Regions from separate parts of the Mus musculus genome. Here region 2 is linked to region 1. A link is a contact called in public targeted proximity ligation data. All regions are on one chromosome and are shown on one strand. The core of a region is the stretch at or near the end of the contact, and the rest is flanking DNA. Distances in the headings are between cores, read along the strand shown. Region 1 overlaps Ric1 (RAB6A GEF complex partner 1). Region 2 overlaps Gldc (glycine decarboxylase).

Region 1 (6,155 bases), core at 1,357-3,856:
AATCAAACTTCTATCACTAGTTTTTATTTCATTAATAAAGCTTATGAAAGAATTCATTGTTAAATATAATGTCCCTCATTTTACCTCTTAGCTTTCAAAGCCTGAACTATTTATTATGTGATCATTTATAAAAACAGTATAGTAGTTTCTGCTATGTAGTTATGATTAAATTACAAATGAAAGAGGTTTTGAAACAATTTCTGTTGCTATAGGGTTATAAAATACTAAATCTTCCATAGTAACTGGGCAGATTTTGGTTTGGGGGGATTGTTGTCATTGTTTTGGTGGAGGATGGGAGAGCCAATCCTGGGGATTGAACCTAGGACCCCCTGAATGCTAAGCAAGCACTCCCCTCCATTTTCACAGGCTGTCCTTGAACATGAGGTCCTCCTGTCTCAGCCACAAGTAATTGAGACTACAGATCTGCATTACAAGCCCAGATTATTTTTTTTTTCTAACAGCTTTCTTAATGGCCAGGCATTTACCTAGTATTGGGCTATCATTTTATCATCACTGCTGGGTGAAGCTTTTGTCATGTGTGAAGGCTCCCAACTGCTATTAATTTTAATTGTAAAATTAGAATATTTTCCCATCCTAAGGCATATAATTTTTTGTTGTTCATATAATGGCTATTTTAGCAGTAGATTGAATGTTTTTACTTTGAAATCTTGAAGAGAAGCTAGCATTTTAAAAGCAACATTTATAATGAAAGGGAAAACACTCATTTGTGAAATGAAAAGCTCACTTAATAACTTGTGCGATTTCTTTGTCAGGGGATGAGTGCAGCATTGGCTCAGCTACAGACCTGACTGAAAGCAGCTCCGTGGTGGATGGAGACTGGACAATGGTGGATGAAAACTTCTCCACCCTCAGCTTGACCCAGTCTGAGCTAGAGCACATCTCCATGGAGTTGGCGAGTAAAGGACCCCATAAATCTCAGGTCCAGCTTCGGTGAGTGTCTCCGAGTTTGAGAACACAGAGAGCCCGGAGGTCTCTGTGCAGATGGATCCCTCTGCGTACTTGCTGCCCTCCCTTTGTGTGTGTCAGCTATTGTCATTCATACAGATCCTTGTGTTGCTGCTTTATGTCTAGCTATTTGCTGCACATTTTCATGGAGGCGGGATGTCTGGACTGGTGTGTTGTCATCGGCCTGATTCTCAGAGAATCCTCAGTGGTCAGTCAGCTTCTTGGGATTGCTCAGTCTTCCGAGATGGATGGAGAGATGTTACAGAACATAAAATCAGGGCTGCAAGCAGTGGACCGCTGGGCCTCTACAGACTGGTGAGTGAATGCTGCTTTCCATAATAAGCATGGTATCCTTTGGCGAATGATGGCTTTGTCACATTAGGACCATTATAACTGCCAGGTAGGTAGCACATCCCTTAAGTCCCAGCACTTGGAAGGCAGAAGCAGGCAGACCTCTGTGGGTTTGCGGTAAGCCTAATCTAAATAGCAGGCTTCCCGTCATCCAGAACTGCATATGATACCTGTCCCAAAAAAGCAAGAACTTAAAGTTCACTCATTTGGACAGTTTTAAGTTTATGGAACTTAAAAAATACTTTCATACTTATGTTTTAAAGTAGTTTTCCTTTAACCAATTTGTACTCAGGCTCTTGAATGGGTACTGTCCATTGAATAGCTTATAATGTTGGTTAGTTTATAACGTGAACATATAATGCTGGCTTAAAATTTATGCCATACAAGTGGTCATGAGGCTAGAACTTAGATTGGTAGTTCTGTGGCTAAGTATTCAGAAAGACAGGTTATGTAGTCTATGTAAATGTCAAGGCTCCATGACAGCTACTAGCATCTCCCAGTTAGAAGCAGCAGGTGGGAGTGAGGTCCTGTCCTTGTCAGCAGTCAAGTATAGATTTGAAGCTCTTTTCTTCCCTTAGATCTGGTTTTCTGTAATTGCAAAATGAGTTTAAGTTAGATACTTTGCAATGATCCCTTAGAGTCTAAAGTCTTTCGTTCCTTGTTTCTTATTGTGCACTTAACCAAGTTGTGCTTGTGGGTACTTTGCATTGGTACTTGTGCACATGTGCAAAAGATAAAGGTCGGCTTCTGGTGTCATTTCCCAGGAGCTATTGACTTTGTTGTTTAAGACGGATCTCTCCCTGGGACCTGGGGCTCACTGATTGGGCTAGGCTGGCTGGCTGTCCAGCATGCCTCCAGAAATCCTATCTGTGTCTTGTCAGCACCAGCACACCAGCTTTGTCGGTGGGTCCTAGGGATCGAACTCAAGACCGCGTGCCTGCACAACAGGCACTTTATCAACTAACAGCCATCTCCTTAGCTAGCCCCTCTATCAAGTCTTTTGAATTATAGCAGATGACAGCTAATTTTTCCCCCTTTACTCAGCCCTGGATATAAGCCATTTTTAAACATCATTAAGCCACAACTGCAGAAGCTCAGTGAGATAACAGAAGAACTGGTCCAGCCTGACACCTTCCAGCCAGTAACAGTGGGTAAGACTCCTGAACAGACCAGTCCCCGGGCAGAGGAGAACAGAGGCTCTTGCAGCCATGGGAGCATCTCTCAGAGTGAGCCTGGGAGTAACAACGTGGTCAGCCGGAAAGAAGAGGACACAACACAGGCGGATGAGGAGGAGCCACTTCAGGATGGGGCTTATGACTGTTCTGTGTCCTGACAGCAGTGAGCACGGCACAGCGGGCAGTATTAGTCACAGCAGCTTGCAACTGAGTCATTGTGGCCTGCCGAATGACTTAACAGGTAAAAGAACTTGGGTCAGAACTCTTTCGTAAAGTATTATAATTTAATGAACTCTTCCTCTAAATCTCTTTGACTCCTTAAAAAAAAGTGTGGTATCAAAGCATCTTTCATAAGAAAAATTTAAGCTGCAATAGAAAGTAGTGAACAGTATATAGATGCACACATGGAATATTTTGATTTTATTTACAACAGATTGGTAGTTGTAGGGATTATTCTTAACAGGAGGGATTATTTTGCCCCAAGCGAGCTTACTTTTTCACTACTTACAGCTTATATATTTTCTGGTTTAGTGTGTGTCTAGACTGGTTTTGTTTTTGTGGGGTGGGTTGTTTGTTTTTAACTTTCTTTTAAATATGTGTTAAGGTGCTGTAGCTCATCAGGTAACTGAGCTACTTGTTTGCTTCCTTGTATAGAGTCAGCGGGACTCTGATTGGTCCTTTGAATCCTACTCTTGCACAGTGTGGGTCAGTGGACAGAGACCCTTTGGCTTTGGTACTCTGTTGACTAGCAGTCCTGAATGACGGAAGCTATTTACCTGTGAGTTAATGTGCCTGTTTTAGCAAGCTTAATTTCCTACTAGATCAATGTGGGCAGAGGGTGAGGGGGTTCTTATCAATTATGCTGACACCACTAAATTTTGTATCAAAGAACTGTATCTTTTTGTGAATATTCATGTAAATATACTCAAAGGCACTGTCCATATTTTTAATGCGTGTATTATAATGTGTAAGGTTTTACGCTGGATTCTGCATGACTATACTCACTCTTGGAATAAAGACAAGACTTTTTCTTCTTTCCAAAATGAGCAGTTGTCATAGAGGAAGACAGGTTTGTTGGCCCAGCTGTAAAGTAGTGGTCATCCCACTGATCATGAGGCGGAACAGGTTTTGTGCAAATTAATGTAGTTTCTTATTTATTGCTTTTGTAAATTGAATAAAAACGGGCTTTTATGTAAATAGACTGTGGGATCCTGTATTATCAGCTACTAAAAATTAGTTTGTAAATTCTTTATTATAAAGTTTAAAAATATTTTATGTATTTCTAGATGTGACTTAAATTTTAGTTTTTCATACATTATGAAAGCAGAACTACATATTCAGTTGCTTCAGACTAAACACATACCTATCACATGTAATTCTAATTATTAATAACAGTATTACTTTAGATAGCTTATTTGTACTGTGCAATTTGAACAAGGAATGCAATGTTATTTTTTATAAAATCTTGTTTATTTTTATAACAACAATGTATTTGATGTGGACCAAATTCGTACCACCATGTAAAACAGCCTCTCTTCTAATGCAGATATAGCTTAGAAGTGGAGTTCAGCCCTCTATCCCTGCCTTTTAAACTAGAGAGATAGACGAGGTCCTCTTAGGCAGTATCTTTTAGAGGAAACCTCAGCATTATTTTGAAATTATTTCAAATTTCACCAACTAGTTAAAATTATTGAATTTAGTAATTACTGTTATTTACTTTCTACATTAGAAGTGCAATAATTTTACATAATAAAATTACTGGATGGGTGAAATATGTTATTGGTACCTGGTCCTTCTGGTGCTATTTTTATTTAAGTTGTATCAAACCACCACCTTGTTCTGAATTTTAAAATAGAGAATAAGGTTTCCTATATACGTAGATGCAGTGTTGCAAAATAAATGAATAAATAAATAAAGCAAGCTGAAATTTCTTCTGTCCCATTCCATTAGGGAAAAAAAAGCCAGCAATTCTTTTGTATGTAGTCAGTTTCTAATGTAAGTATTTAGTTATTAAAACAGTGTAGCATAGTAAGCAGCAGTGGTCTTTCCGATGTCTCACCTGAGTGCCACTGAGCTCATCTGACTCTGTGGTAGGTGCAGTATTAAGGATGAGCAGGGGGCCGCTCAGCTAAGCAGGTGTCCCACGAGTAAGTTAGAGCCCACAACCCCCACCCCACCCCACCCCACCCCACCCCTGTCCTTTTTTTTTTTTTTTTTTTTTTTTTTTTTGAGGCATAGCCTTGCCTAAGCTGAACAGCTATTTGTAACCCTTCCTCAGCTGTCCCAGTAGGTGGAGTTTACAGCATGTGCCATGTGCGGCCATACCCAGTCATCTGACTACACCTCACAATCTAAAGCCGGGTCTGAGGTAGCTGATGTTACTCCTGTGGTTTGAGCTGGGAACGACTCACGGATAAAAATATATAGTGTGTAACTAGTAGAACTAGGAAACACCAAGGCAAGACATTTGGCAAGTTTAATAAAAACTATTCTTTGGTTGTTGTATATTTTTTTAAAACTTGTATTTTGCTGCATTGTTTGGTTTGAAACATATCACCTGTGTAAGCCATATCTTGAATGAACTTAAATGTTCGCCATAACTATTTGAAAGTTAATATATATGGTTAAATTTCTTGCTGATACCAAAAGAGATCATTTGGAGATAAAAACAACCTTTGCTTGTAATTAAAGTTGCTGCTGCTTCTGTATGTGTACTCCCTCCTCCCCGCCCCCCTTGGTAAAGGGTAATAAAACGACTACACAAAAGTAAACTTTTGTTTACTTATCTCAGGTTAACAGCAAAAAAAAAAGGGTATGTATTAAATGCCACAAAAATAAGTCCTCCTTCTTATATTCTCCTGAATGAAATACCTCAAAGTTGAAACATTGATTTAGAGTATTTAGACAGAGTGGGAACATCCAAGTGCCTGATGACAGAATATTGGGACCACTCGTCACATGCTCACGACATAGTGAAGAAATGATAGAAAATCATGCCCACCATGTGATCACCAAGCAAACAGATGTGTACAAGAGACTAGGCGTCCTCTCTAGTAGGTAGAATTATACATTATTTGCACAGTTCCCCATGTCCCTTATATGCTTTGTGGATCATCTAGAGTAGGGCATTTATTACCTTGGCATCATGCTTTGAACATTTTTCCTATATCTACTTGACTTTTTTTAAAGCTGAATGATGCTGTTTTGTGAATGTGTTTACTGTCAGTTTAAAGGTTACAGTCTGGGTGTTTGACTTTAGGTAACTCTATAAACATTCCACACAGTAATTCTCCCTCACCCTGCCTTGCTCTCGAGGGCTTCAGTTTCCCAGTTTCCCAGGGCCAAAAGGAACATTAACAGTTTCTCAGGTCTAATGGCGTTTATTACAGCACGCTGCTCTGCATGGTTCTCACTGTGCCTAACTCCTAACGTTGACCACAGGTGTGTATCTCGGCAAACAGTGTGCTGCTATACCACATCATCCTTGGGTTCAGGAAGCCTGCTGAGGATCTTGGACATCTCAAGGAAAAGGAAGGGGAGGGACTAAGGGAACAAGGCTTTCTGTATGGGAGTTTTCCATTCTCTCCAGAAGTGCAGTTGCTGGATTATTGATAGAGTGACTATGTCCTTGAGGAAGTACCAAGTTCTCTATGCTAGACAGCC
Region 2 (5,820 bases), core at 1,677-4,176, 510 kb after region 1:
CTCCACGGTTTCAGGCATCTCTACGACACCCTGTGCATGATTGGCTCATGATGTTTATGTGAACATCTCTCTGGGTGGTGTAGGCCCCTTGCTGAACTAGGCTGTGTAGACTAGGGGAGGATAGTTTTGTACATAGTAGTGAGTAAGTTGGCTGTATTTTCAAAAATTCTACACTTTTGTATATTCTAAGAAATTAAAGCATCCCTCTCACCTTTCAAAATCACATCTATATCTAGCATAGTTACATAGGAACCACACACACACACACACACACGAGAGAGAGAGAGAGAGAGAGAGAGAGAGAGATACTTGCCTCTTGCACCTCTAAAGAGGACTCTGTAGTGTTTCTCTAGTCGTTTGGCCATGTAGTTGGCATTTAGAATGGCGATTTCTGTGGCTTCTTTGAGGCCCTTTCCACCCATCATCTGCAGCAAAGAGAAAAGGAGCCAGCAGCCATTGAGTGGATGAGGTAAAAGTCAAGACACTAACAGATCCCCCAGATCAGTTTGTTCAATGGTGAGCTCACCATTTCAGCATGGCTGCAGATTAAAAACGAATGGAAAATTCCAGAAAGGAAATCTGTTAGTCTCCTCCACACTTGAATTTTTTTTCTTTTTTTGTTTTTTGCTTTTGTTTGTTTGGTTGGTTGGTTGGTTTTTTTGAGACAGGGTTTCTCTGTCTAGCCCTTGCTGTCCTGGAACTCACTCTGTAGACCAGGCTGGCCTCAAACTCAGAAATCCGCCTGCCGCTGCCTCTTGAATGCTGGGATTAAAGCCGTGCGCCACCACGCCCGGCTGAAAATTTTTTTTTCTTTCAATGCTAATTTTACTTATTTTTCTTTTTGGGGGCGGGGTCATAGCAACAAAGCCTGAAAGTAGGGCACAGCTGACTGCCTGCTACTGCTCTTCAAAGAGAAGAAAAAAAGAACTGTTCTTAGAAATGTTGTAATGTGTATTTTTCATTTATGTGAATTTAAGATGTAATGAGAATTTTGAGGAATCTGATGAGATCTTGGCCAAAGTCCACCAGATCAATTTTGTGTGGTTAGCCTTTCCATTGCCCACAATGAGGAATGTAAATGTTGTTCATGTTTGTGTATAGCAACTGCCAGCCTCAATCTTTTCTTATTTTGGTGGTGAGTCCTTGCCATCATACAGGGTGAAGGACATGAAGGGCAAAGGGTTTAAAAATCAAGATTACACCAGTGTTCATGACTGAGGGACCTCACATCCAAGCACACAACTGAACAAAACAGCGGTTCAAAGTTCAAAGTGAAGAGAGAGCAATGTGACCCTAGTGAGCCATCTGAAAGTGAATGGTAAACTCTACCAGAACCTTGAAAACAAGCAAATGAGGGGAGGTTGGGTCTGGGAATAGGGTGTTGGGGAGTGCCGAGTGAGAGGACTGACAACAGCTTACAGTGGGAAAGGCACATGACTGTCATCTGGGAGTCACCGCAGCAGCGTGGATTAGGATCTCAAGTCCTAAGTCTTTGCTTTGACATGGACATGGCCCAGCCAACTTCCCACTTCCCTTCCTACATGATGGTGGCTCCAAGCACAAGGACACATCAGTTGGGTTTTATTCTCAGTGGGATGGGGCCAAAGCGCATGCTGGTGAGACCAGGCAGTGACAGTAGAAGGACATCAGGAGGGGTTCAGGGGCATCGGGGAGAGAGTATCCACAATGGGTGCAGAGGATAATGAAGAAGCTCCACCCAGTGTGTCTATGGGAGAAGTAATAGCCTGAAATAAGATAAGGCTCAAACAAACACTACTTACTTAGCTTTAACACTCATGCTCGGTTTGGTATTCTGGGCTTATGACCAAAACAGCCTTAGGGACTTTACTTTCTATATGTAAGAAACCATCTCCAGACCAAATTTGTTCGTACAAATAGCCCAATTTTACAGGATCCATGGATCAAAGGGAACTGGGGGTTTGGTTGTTTGCAAAGAAGACAATTTTCATTCTCTTCGGGCGTGTTCCTCTAATTTGCAAACGACTTGCACAACATTTCAAAGGCAGCTTCAAGGCTCCAGGGCACAGAACTGTTGCCTTTGCTTCCAATAAACTTTTCATTAAAAATCATAAATGAAGCTGGGCATGCTTGAATGAGATGCATGCTGGGAAGGCCAGGACTCGGGAGACAGACGCAGCTGGGTTAGGAGCGCAAAGACGCCTGTCTCAAAAACAAAAACAAAAACAAAAATAAACCAAAAAGGGGGGGGAACAAAAATAAAGTAAGAATTATAGGGACTGGAGAAATGACTTAGTGCTTAAAAAAACTGGCTGCTCTTCCTGTTTTCAGGACCCATACAGTGGCTAATACCTAAATGTGCCATTCCAATCCCAGGCAATCTAATATACCCAAAAGGCACTGTATAGACACAGTACACAGACATATAAACGGACAAAACATCCATAAACATACAATAAACAAAGTCTCAAACTATTACGTAAAAAGAAGTCATAAATACCGGGCAGTCTCATGACCATCCATGCCTATAGTCAGTCCCACACTTAGGGGGCTGATACAAGAGAATCATAGGCTTGTATCCAGACTGGACTATATAAGGAGACTGGGTCTCAAAATAGAAAATAACAATCTTCTAAAGAAGAGTCATAAATGTCATCGCATTCAAACAGAGCAAGCCCCACAATTACCCAGCACAATTTGTATAGTTGAGTTTGCGATTTTGTCTCACTCGAGGCTACCCTTTCTTTAACAAGAGCCACTGGTATGAAAAGGCTGCTCTAATTAACAACCTAGCAAGAGTGCCTATTCACAGATTGGACCCTAGGACGTGGGCAGGCCAGTCTGAACAAGAACTGCATAAAATCAATTCCGGCTTGAATATTTCCGTGGAGAAGGACAAGGGGGGTAAGCCGACTCTCTCGGTCAAGCTCAATTACCCCTAAAATCACAGTTCCCCAAGTCCTGAGACTGCTCAGGGTTCTAGAACCACCCCCAAATTCTCGATACATCATATCTCATCCTCCGTGCTGCCAAGAAATGCACACTATCCTGTACCCCAGGATCGCAGCAAAGCGTCACGATGACCACGCACAGTGCTTTTCACTTGCATGGAGCTGTGTGTACCCAACAGGAAACCAAATGACGCAGCCAGAACAGCCGCATGACTCATGGAACTTAATCATGTCTGGAAAAAATGTAAAGCCATCATGAGAGCCCAAAGAAACAGATGAAACAGTTCTGGGTGGCTCTTTCTAGAAGGTTTCCCTCTACCCCAGTCATCAGCACTGTCCCCTGGGTCCCTTCTCAGGTCACAGATTTCATTTTTGGCCCCTCTGAGAAAGTGAGTCCCACCGCCCCACAGTCACGCGTGTTCTTAAGCTCACCTTAATGTAAGCCCATGAAATGGGCAGGATGGAGCTGGAACCCCACGGGGCTGCACTGACAGTGCCCACGGGCCAGGTGCCTTCAGTTGGCTTTATGGAAATGACGGGGTGGCTGGGCAGAAAGGGGCTGAGGTGCTTCTTCCTGTGTTGGTTTAAAGCGCACATTGAAATGATGCGGAAAAGACGCAACTGAACCAAGTGGCCACCGTCTCTAGGAGCTCTGAACACTCATGGTGGTAGGGACATGACACTTGTAGGGGACAAATTACCAGAAAGCAACTCAGGTGGATTCTCTCAATTCATTTCTCTCTCCCTCCCTCCCTCCCTCCCTCCCTCTCTCCCTCCCTCCCTCTCTCCCTCCCTCCCTCCCTCTCTCCCTCCCTTCCTCCCTCTCCTCCCTCCCCTCTAGTAGCTTCCAAGGACTGTGGTGGACAACTTGGCAGCGGCAGCCCCACACAGCCTCCTCATAGCAACCTGCATCCTTCAAGCTATCTGTTGGCTACGGCAGGCTGCTGATCTGATGCCCCTGCCCTCCACTTGGAGCCTAACCCACGAACACTGCCCTACTATGCACCCTCTGAACCACCCGGGACACTCATTAGCTATACGTAATATAGATCAAAAGGAAAAGACAGCCGGGCTCCCAGCAACGCTAAACACATCCCTGCCCCGATCACCACCACACATTTTGAAAACTCCAGGAGCTCTGGATAATGCTGTTACTATAGCGAGGAAACGATCAACAGCTAAAATATATTCCGTCATCCATGTTGACGTCAACCAGTTACCTCTGGTAATAAAATTTGTTTCCACCTTATTCATCAAAGACATGATGAAAATTAAACCTAAATGGAGTTCGCTGTCTGCCTTCCAACTAAATCACTCTCAATATTGTCATAAGCTTTTTTTTTTTTTTTTTTTTTTTGGTTTTGTTGTGTTGACAGAGTTTCTCCGTGTAACAGCTCTGGCTGTCCTGGACTTGATCTGTAGAATAGGCTGCTCTTGAAATCACAACGATCTGCCTGCCGCTGCCTCCCGACTGCGGGGAATAAAGGCAAGTGCCACCACACCCAGCAATTATAAGCTATTTTTTTTTTAAGGAAAAGTGTAATAAATAAATAAATAAATAAATAAATAACTCTTGGAAATGTGCGGTCAAATCCATGACACAGGTACTAACATTCTAGCTCTGACCCCTTATACTTTAGAACGGCTTCCTGCTCATTGTTTAACAAGCATGCTCTCGGAGCCCAGAGAGGCTGAGTGGATACCATGGTTACTAAGTGAATACCGTTTTTTCTTTGGACCTAATCTAAAACACTCCAGCTGTGCATCCAGCTGCTGGAAGTGCACTAGACATGAAGGTTAATTCCTCGGACTTGAAGACTCGGATAGGAAGAATAAGAAGTTTTGGGCCATGCATGCTGCTTTCTAAACAATCCCGAAGCCAGCACCCCACAACTCACACTCCGATGGGCCCCATGCCAGGACCGCCCCCTCCGTGGGGAATGCAGAAGGTCTTGTGAAGATTTAGGTGAGAGACGTCTGACCCAAAGTCCCCAGGGCGGCAGATTCCCACCTATCCAAAGGGAAAGAGCGAAAGTCAACTTCCTAGCACGCAGGAAGGACATGCTGTTCTGGGCTGTTTGTCTCCCCAGGAAAGGAGCAGCAGAGCCACACCCATAAAGCCCACAGAAAAGCTTCCTAGGGGCCGGTGAGCTGGTTCAGTGAGTAAAGGCGTTTGACACTAAGTTTTACTACCTGAGTTTGATCCCGAAGACCCACTCCAGCAAGTTCTCCTTTGACCTCCACATGCACACACACACACACACACACACACACACACACACACACACACACACAAACTTAAATATTTACCGTAAAAGGTGTTCCTAAAAGATTCTGTAGACAACCTGGCATTCCACAGTCAAAGTGACTGTGGTTTCTTTGGAAATGGAAACTGAACCTTTAGCCCTATTCAGATTTAAAAACACGCGCTGGGGCAGTCCTTAACTAAATATCTACCTTAGGAGAAAGGAGAGGCAGCACTACTAACCCTGAGCTGCAATGTGTTCACTCTATGGAACAGGCAGCTTTTACAGGATCAGCACCACCTTCCCTGGCCAGTTCAAGGCTGGGTATTTATTATGTGCACCTAGACTCTGGGTCCTAGAGGATGCTGGGCTGAGGAGGAGGGAGTGAGGCTGCCAATTTTCCTGAGACAATACAGATACCTAGCTGCGCTATTCAACTGGGAATCCAGCCGCCGATGAAGGTGGAAAGACACGTTTGCTGCTGAAGCAGAGCACGACCCCTGGACTGCACTTATGAACGGAATCAAACGATTCAAACGAAGGAAGGAAAAAGTTAAGGAGGCAGTTGTTCACTGGCAGTCACTCCTGCAACCGAGGAAGGCAGGACTGAATCCCTGGAGGTCCTGATGATGTTAAAAACCCCA

What was found.
Region 2: a targeted proximity ligation map of pancreatic cancer cells shows a contact between it and region 1. A contact is called at or near these places in 1 of 130 datasets of targeted methods (pancreatic cancer cells) and 1 of 9 other capture datasets (embryonic stem cells).

Annotation. Positions count from the first base shown.
Region 1 is chr19:29,601,500-29,607,654 of GRCm38.p6, forward strand. Ric1 (RAB6A GEF complex partner 1) reads left to right here. Exons shown (of 26, transcript NM_001081319.1): 24 at 774-951; 25 at 1,093-1,281; 26 at 2,362-4,422. The coding sequence ends at 2,650. Among named protein-coding and RNA genes, the nearest start is that of Ermp1, 44 kb to the right of the region's middle.
Region 2 is chr19:30,110,360-30,116,179 of GRCm38.p6, forward strand. Gldc (glycine decarboxylase) reads right to left here. Exons shown (of 25, transcript NM_138595.2): 19 at 4,829-4,941; 20 at 3,363-3,504; 21 at 314-425. Among named protein-coding and RNA genes, the nearest start is that of Gldc, 62 kb to the right of the region's middle.